2 separate regions of the Mus musculus genome follow, and region 1 is linked to region 2. Evidence: chromatin contacts called from public promoter capture Hi-C data. All regions are on one chromosome and are shown on one strand. The core of a region is the stretch at or near the end of the contact, and the rest is flanking DNA. Distances in the headings are between cores, read along the strand shown. Region 1 holds the start of 4930557K07Rik (RIKEN cDNA 4930557K07 gene). Region 2 holds the start of P3h3 (prolyl 3-hydroxylase 3).

Region 1 (3,059 bases), core at 382-2,881, 190 kb before region 2:
TGGATTCATGCAGTGCTTGTGGAGGCCAGAAGGGGGCGTTGGATCTCCCAGGACTGGAGTTACAGACTTGCAAGCTGCCAAGCTAGGGCTGGGAACTGCGGTCCCCACTCTGGGAGGTCTCACCTGTGGCATGGGACACAATGGGGGTGGTCATGGAAGTGGGAGGAACTTCTGCTGAAGACTCCACCTCCTTGAGAGTGTTGGGGGATAGGATGGAGACGGGCTGGGAGCACCGGACCCTCTGCAAGGAAAGAAGGGAATTGGAACGCCTTTCCCCATAAGCAGCCACTCCTACCCCAGCGAGGACCTTTTGGAAGCAAGGGAAGGGCATAATGACTCTGCCTTTTCCTGTATCTCTTCTCTCCGTCACTCACAGTAATGAGGGTGGTTCAGGCAGCCTGAACATCCGTGGTGAGACTATACCTACCGTGGCAAACTGACAGAGCCTGCGCTACAGTGAAGACCTTCCCAGAGTCCTTCCTCAACTTCCCAGCCCCACCGCGCTCCCCTGGCCCCGGATCACCAGATGCAACCTTTCTCACCTTGGCATAGTAGACATGGTTGGAGCAACGATACTGAGCAAACTGGCAGAAGGACTCAAACCAGGAAGCATAAGGGAGATCGGAGCAGACAGCACCTGAGGAAGGAGAGCACCCATGGAGAGGCTGGTTACAGGAAGGCCAGGGCTGAGTCAAGGTCTCCATGAATGAGAACAGGTTCTGGGGTGAGCTGCCAGCTATCTCCTTCTCCCGACTCTCATATGAGCACGAAGCTTTTGCCCCAAGCCTAGGTGACCCCGGGATGCCTAGGTTTTCCCACCGGCCTGGTCCTCACCATCTGGTACCAATCCGTGGTTTTCATATTGATCCAACTGAACGAGAGTGGGGTTCCGGCAGCCGTGGGTGGCACGGAGGCGGCAGGTGGTCTCTGCCTTCCAGGTTGGGGTCAGCAGGGCGAAGAAGCGTTCATACTCAGTGGACGAGAGAGGGCTGCCTGGAGTGGAGGCTGGAGATTCCTCAGCGGAAAGAGGTGTTCCAGGCAGGAGCAGCACTGCAGGGTAGGGGGACAGACAAGAATGGACCTTAACCCACAATGCACTTGGGGTCCAGTGGCCAGACCCAGGCTAGAAGTAGACCCTCCCACTCCCCGACAATGAACTAAGAACTGGAGTGTGTGTGTGTGTGTGTGTGTGTGTGTGTCTTGGGTGATGCCTGATGACTACAGTGGAAGGCTTCAAGGGACAATAGATAAAAAAACCAACCAAGCTCGGATCAGGTACAACTCAACCACCTGGAGACAGCTGTCTCAAAACCCATTAAAAAAAAGGGAGGGGGCTCAGGGCCCTTCAGGAGCATAAGGGAGCCCCAGGGAAGATCCACCTGCGCTTTCAGACCACAGCAGCTTCCAAATGGGCCAAGCGTAGCCTCTCACCTTCCAGAAGCATCAGAAGGAAGCCAGCAGCTAGATTCATCATGGCCTGGGAAGATCCACCCGCGTTTTCACAACAAAGCGACCTCCAACGGGCCGAGCCTCGCTGCTAGCGCGAAGAAGGCAGGAGGCGCGGCTGCTACGTCACAGAAGGTGAGGGCGGGGCCAGGCCACGAGGTGAACTCCTCTGAGCTGCACCAGTAGCAGACCAAGGACAAGGGGGCCATGTCAGGAGCCACAGGCTACAGCAGCCCTTCCAGTCGGTCTTCAACAGCGTAGGACCTCTATTGCTCGGTACCACTTTTTTCGAATTTATTTTTGTGTTGCCGGGAAGTGAACCTAAAATCCTGCTCCTAATTTCTCCTAGCTGTAACCCCGGGTCTGCGCGCTACTTCCTGCCACTTAACCCCTAGACCCAGGAGGTGTGTACTATGACCCCTTCTTCAGATAAAGATGGTGGGTTTTGCGAAGCAACATCCGCGGTTTTGTGGAGACCTGGCTGTTGAGTATAGGCAGCACTGTGGGCAGCAGAGCTGGATGTCTGAAAGGAAGGCAGGGAGGGGTAGGAACTAGGGAGGACACCTCTTCCGTAGGAAACAGGCCCAAAGTTAAAATGAAGCAGGGCTGACCAAGGCGAGCACACATGAAAGGATGGTTCAGTGGTCCAAGGGATACCGTTTCAAGAGGGAGGGGACCAACACAACTCATAGGGAGATGGGGAGAAAATACCTGTTTGTATCTATTTTGTATTTAGAAGAAATCAAGCTAATACTATCACCGCACACACATATAAAGCAAATACATGATTTATTGGAATTGGGTTAAAGGTGTTTCACGGAGAGGAGATTCGTAATTACAAAATTCTGAGTCCCCCGATGCAAGGCACTCCTCCAGGTGGAGAAGCTGTGGACACCACAGGACAGGACCATTTTGGGTTTTATGTCTTGTCCTATTTCTGGCAAGCCATCTTCCTGCCTCTCATCCAATCCAGAGGATGCGAAAAGAATGCTTACCACATATACTTAAACAGTCTCTACAATAAACACAGCAGGCTAGCATGGATAGCTTTTATTTACCTACCCCAACTCCTTTTACATGTGAGTAACCTGCGGTCTACCTTGCCCCTCTCCCATTCAGAGTCAGCATAAATCCCCGGGCCATAGAGGTTGGAGTAACCACTTAACTAGGCCACTGCCCAAATGACCTAGAAGACCCCTCCCCATGGAGAACAGGAAGAGTGCAGAGAAGGCAGTCTGTCCTGCCTAGCTCCCAATGGGGGAAGGAGGAGTGAGGGGACTGGGAAAGTGCCCCACTCCACTGCCCCAGTCCTTAAGTCAAAGCAAGGGGAATGAAGAGGACCCTCCCTCTGAAATACAGCACCAACCTCACCAAGGAGGCAAAAGGACAGTGAGTGAGATTACTTCCCTCTGGGAGAGGCGGGAGGAGAGCACATACCGTCACTGGCTGCAGCACCCTCCCTACTGGGGTTTGGATGCAGCCTCAGCACCGAGTGGGGAGGAGGGAGAGGGATGACGGTACCGCACTGTCCACATCTCCCTGGGCCCCCCGTCCCCAGCACAGGCCTTCCACTCTGTCCACTAGCCCAGGTCAGGGGGATGCAGAAGTCTGTA
Region 2 (3,025 bases), core at 122-2,621:
GAGGCCCTCCAGAATACCTGGGACAGAGACACAGGCTGGAGGATGAGGAGGATGAGGAAGAGGCTGAAGGCGGGGGCTTGGCCAGCCTTCGACAGTTTCTAGAAAGTGGGGTTCTGGGGTCGGGTGGGGGACCCCCACGAGGTCCCGGTTTTTTCCGGGAGGAGATCACCACCTTCATCGATGAGACACCTCTGCCTTCTCCAACTGCGTCACCAGGACCCTCTCCTCGTAGGCCTAGACCACTGGGTTTTTCACCTCGACGGCTCTCCCTTGGGTCTCCGGATAGCCGAGCCGTTGGACTTCCTTTGGGGTTAAGTGCAGGAAGACGCTGTTCCCTGACCGGGAGCGAAGGGAGTTCAAGGGCTTGGGGAAGACCCTGGGGGCCAGGTAACCCCATCTTCCCCCAGTTGACCCTGTGAGGCCGCATAGGCCTGCTTCACTGGAGGGGGGGGGGAGGCACGAGCGAGTGAGTATGCCTCATCCTGGCCCTGAGTCTATGGCAGCTGCCTCCAGGGAGATGGGGGGGGGGGGGCCTACATCCGGGCTCTAGAGCCCCAGCTCTCTCCCATCCAAGTGACCAGATACCCAACGCACCCGTCTTCACCCCTAGCAAAATGTATTAAAAGGCTGAGTTGCCGTGGAAACCTTGATGTTCAGCGTTTGCGGGGAGGGGGGGCAAATGGTCAGTGGCTTGGGCGAGGGAAAGTGGCTAGAGGACAAACCGGATAAAGGGCAGGGGGAAGAGGTATAGAAAGAGACGGCCCAATACGACGCAGACAGACATAGGAGAAATGGGCGTAGGAGCGTAAGATCCTGGGGTGGAGCAAGGGACACTAGAGTGTGTTAGTTTGAATGGGAAGGATCTTTGCTTAAATTAGTAAAAAGTACTCAATTCCCATCTCCCCTAAATGCGTCTGGGCGCTCAGTTTCTGAGTAGAAAAGTTTTGGTGCCAGAATTGGTGTCCCAAACACGGAGTCACCCTCTTCCAGGCAGCGTTTCGAAAATCCATCTTCACATGGTGGGTTGGCAGGAGCGTGGGTAGATGAACGTGTGAGGGGCGTCCACAATCCTTTTCCAGGACTCAAGGATGGACGGAAACGAAGTTACCCCCACGTCACAGGCCAGGAGCCCTATTTCACCCTTCTTTCTCCATTTCCCTTTCTTACCCACACTAGACCCATGTGTCCCTCGGATTTCTCACTCCGTCTCACTTCGGTTTTCCCAGGGGCAGGCCTAAATCCAGCAGGTTTCTTTGGCATCACTCATTCCCTCTCTCTTCCTCTCCCTCCTCTTCTCCATCTCTCCTTCCTTCTCCTCCCCCTACCCCCCCTCCTTCCTCTCCCTCCCTCCCTCCCGTCTCCGCATTTCCCTTCGGCGGTGGGCCCGCGACTCTGGCACCATGCTCCGGCTCCTGCGGTTGTTGCTTTTGCTGCTGCTGCCTCCCCCGGGGTCCCCCGAGCCTCCCGAGCCCCCGGGCCTGGCTCAGTTGTCACCGGGGTCGCCTCCCCAGGCCCCCGACTTGCTCTACGCGGACGGGCTGCGAGCCTACTCGGCCGGGGCTTGGGCGCCCGCAGTGGCGCTGCTGCGAGAGGCGCTGCGGAGCCGGGCGGCGCTGGGCCGCGCGCGCCAGGAGTGCGGGGCGAGCTGCGCGGCCGAGCCGGGCGCCGCGCTCCCCTCCCAGCTCCTCGGAGCCCCACATCCTGTCTCCGGGCCCGGGGTCTGGGAACCGCTGCTCCTGCGCGCCACGCTCCGCCGCGCCGAGTGCCTGACCCAGTGCGCGGTGCGGAGGCTGGGCCCGGGGGGCGCGGCGCGGCTCCGCGTGGGGAGCGCGCTGCGGGATGCCTTCCGCCGGCGGGAGCCTTACAACTACCTGCAGAGGGCCTACTACCAGGTGCGGGGGCCGGCCAGGGTGCTACCCCAAGCCTACTGACTGTCTTACTGGGAGCTGACCAGGAGAGGGCGGGATGCTCGCCGCCCGGACTCGGGGGTGGAGCCTTGGAGGGCGGATAACGGAGTTCTACTCTTGTGTGGGTACCATTGAAACGTGGCCAGGACTTGCGATGGCCGCAGAGGGAGGGTCAAGAGAGAGCGTGGAGAACGTGTCAAATTGGAATGAAGAGGAGTGGGAGTAGACCGAATATGTTGGGAGGGCTCCGCAGTTTTATTTTAGCGGGTCTAGGCTAATGAATGCAACCTTTCAGATACGAAGAGCAGATGGAGAGGTGCCCCAAACCATACACACACACACACACACACACACACACACAGAGAGAGAGAGAGACAGACAGACAGACAGACAGAGACAGACAGAGAGAGACAGAGAGAGAGACAGACAGACAGACAGAGACAGAGAGAGAGAGACAGGCAGAGAGAGTGCATGTGTTCGTTCAGGAGTGGGCGTTTGAGTAGGAGCTTTCTCTTGGGGAAGAATCGAGCTTCGGAAAGGTTGAAGGAGCGGGGCTAGTTTGCAGAAGGAAGTACGGCTGAGGCTGGAATCTGGGTCTGTGGCAGTAGACAGTGTGCAGTTTCCAGAATGGTAGCTGATGCCTACGTGGCTGGAGGCGGGAGGGGCTCTAGTTTCACACACCTCAGCCCAGGGTCCTAGAGGCCTGCAGATTCTCGTCATTCAAGGTCTCCCCGCTCCCCCGCCCCTCCCCCATCTACTTGAGCCTCTCATTTCGTTGTCTCCAAAACAGAGATCCTGGGGCCTTCAGCCCGAGGCCCACCCACTCTGACGCTTCCATATCTCCTTTCTGTACCAGAGTCCTGGGGAGCCCAACATTCTGGCTCCCGAGGGATCTGGTGGTTTCCAGTTTTGATTGGCTAGGCTGCCATAAGGCTCTGGGGGAGGCTGGTGAAGGACAGAGGTCCAAAATCCCACCCCCACCCACCATACACACACACACACACACCACCACCACCACCCCATGCACGCACATGCACACGCACACCCCTCTGGACTCTCATATCTCATCTCTTTGGATCCTTAGTTGAAGAAGCTGGACCTGGCAGCTTCTGCAGCAC

Evidence for each region. Capture Hi-C pulls out chosen DNA fragments and counts their contacts.
Region 1: a contact with region 2 is called in a promoter capture Hi-C map of liver. The contact joins the promoter of 4930557K07Rik here to the promoter of P3h3 in region 2. A contact is called at or near these places in 26 of 39 promoter capture datasets (the 3T3-L1 cell line, 3T3-L1-derived adipocytes, the C10 cell line and 16 more), 6 of 15 datasets of contacts at CTCF or cohesin (the NIH/3T3 cell line, embryonic stem cells, large pre-B cells and 2 more), 48 of 484 Hi-C or Micro-C datasets (the AtT-20 cell line, B cells, CD4 T cells and 25 more), 23 of 115 datasets of contacts at active chromatin or transcription factors (DN3 thymocytes, the HPC-7 cell line, bone marrow-derived macrophages and 14 more) and 4 of 9 other capture datasets (adipose tissue, liver, macrophages and 1 more).

What each region holds. Positions count from the first base shown.
Region 1 is chr6:125,048,425-125,051,483 of GRCm38.p6, reverse strand. 4930557K07Rik (RIKEN cDNA 4930557K07 gene) reads left to right here and starts at 1,631. Exons shown (of 4, transcript NR_130997.1): 1 at 1,631-1,722. It overlaps Ing4 (inhibitor of growth family, member 4), which reads right to left. Exons shown (of 8, transcript NM_133345.2): 8 at 2,220-3,059. Acrbp (proacrosin binding protein) reads right to left here and starts at 1,557. Exons shown (of 10, transcript NM_016845.2): 1 at 1,432-1,557; 2 at 835-1,050; 3 at 543-637; 4 at 124-241. The coding sequence starts at 1,474.
Region 2 is chr6:124,856,063-124,859,087 of GRCm38.p6, reverse strand. It overlaps P3h3 (prolyl 3-hydroxylase 3), which reads left to right and starts at 1,371. Exons shown (of 15, transcript NM_013534.5): 1 at 1,371-1,892; 2 at 2,992-3,025. The coding sequence starts at 1,401. Gpr162 (G protein-coupled receptor 162) reads left to right here. Exons shown (of 5, transcript NM_013533.4): 5 at 1-644. The coding sequence ends at 419. It overlaps Gm32404 (a long non-coding RNA gene), which reads right to left and starts at 1,281. Exons shown (of 3, transcript XR_378023.2): 1 at 1,168-1,281; 2 at 1-1,081.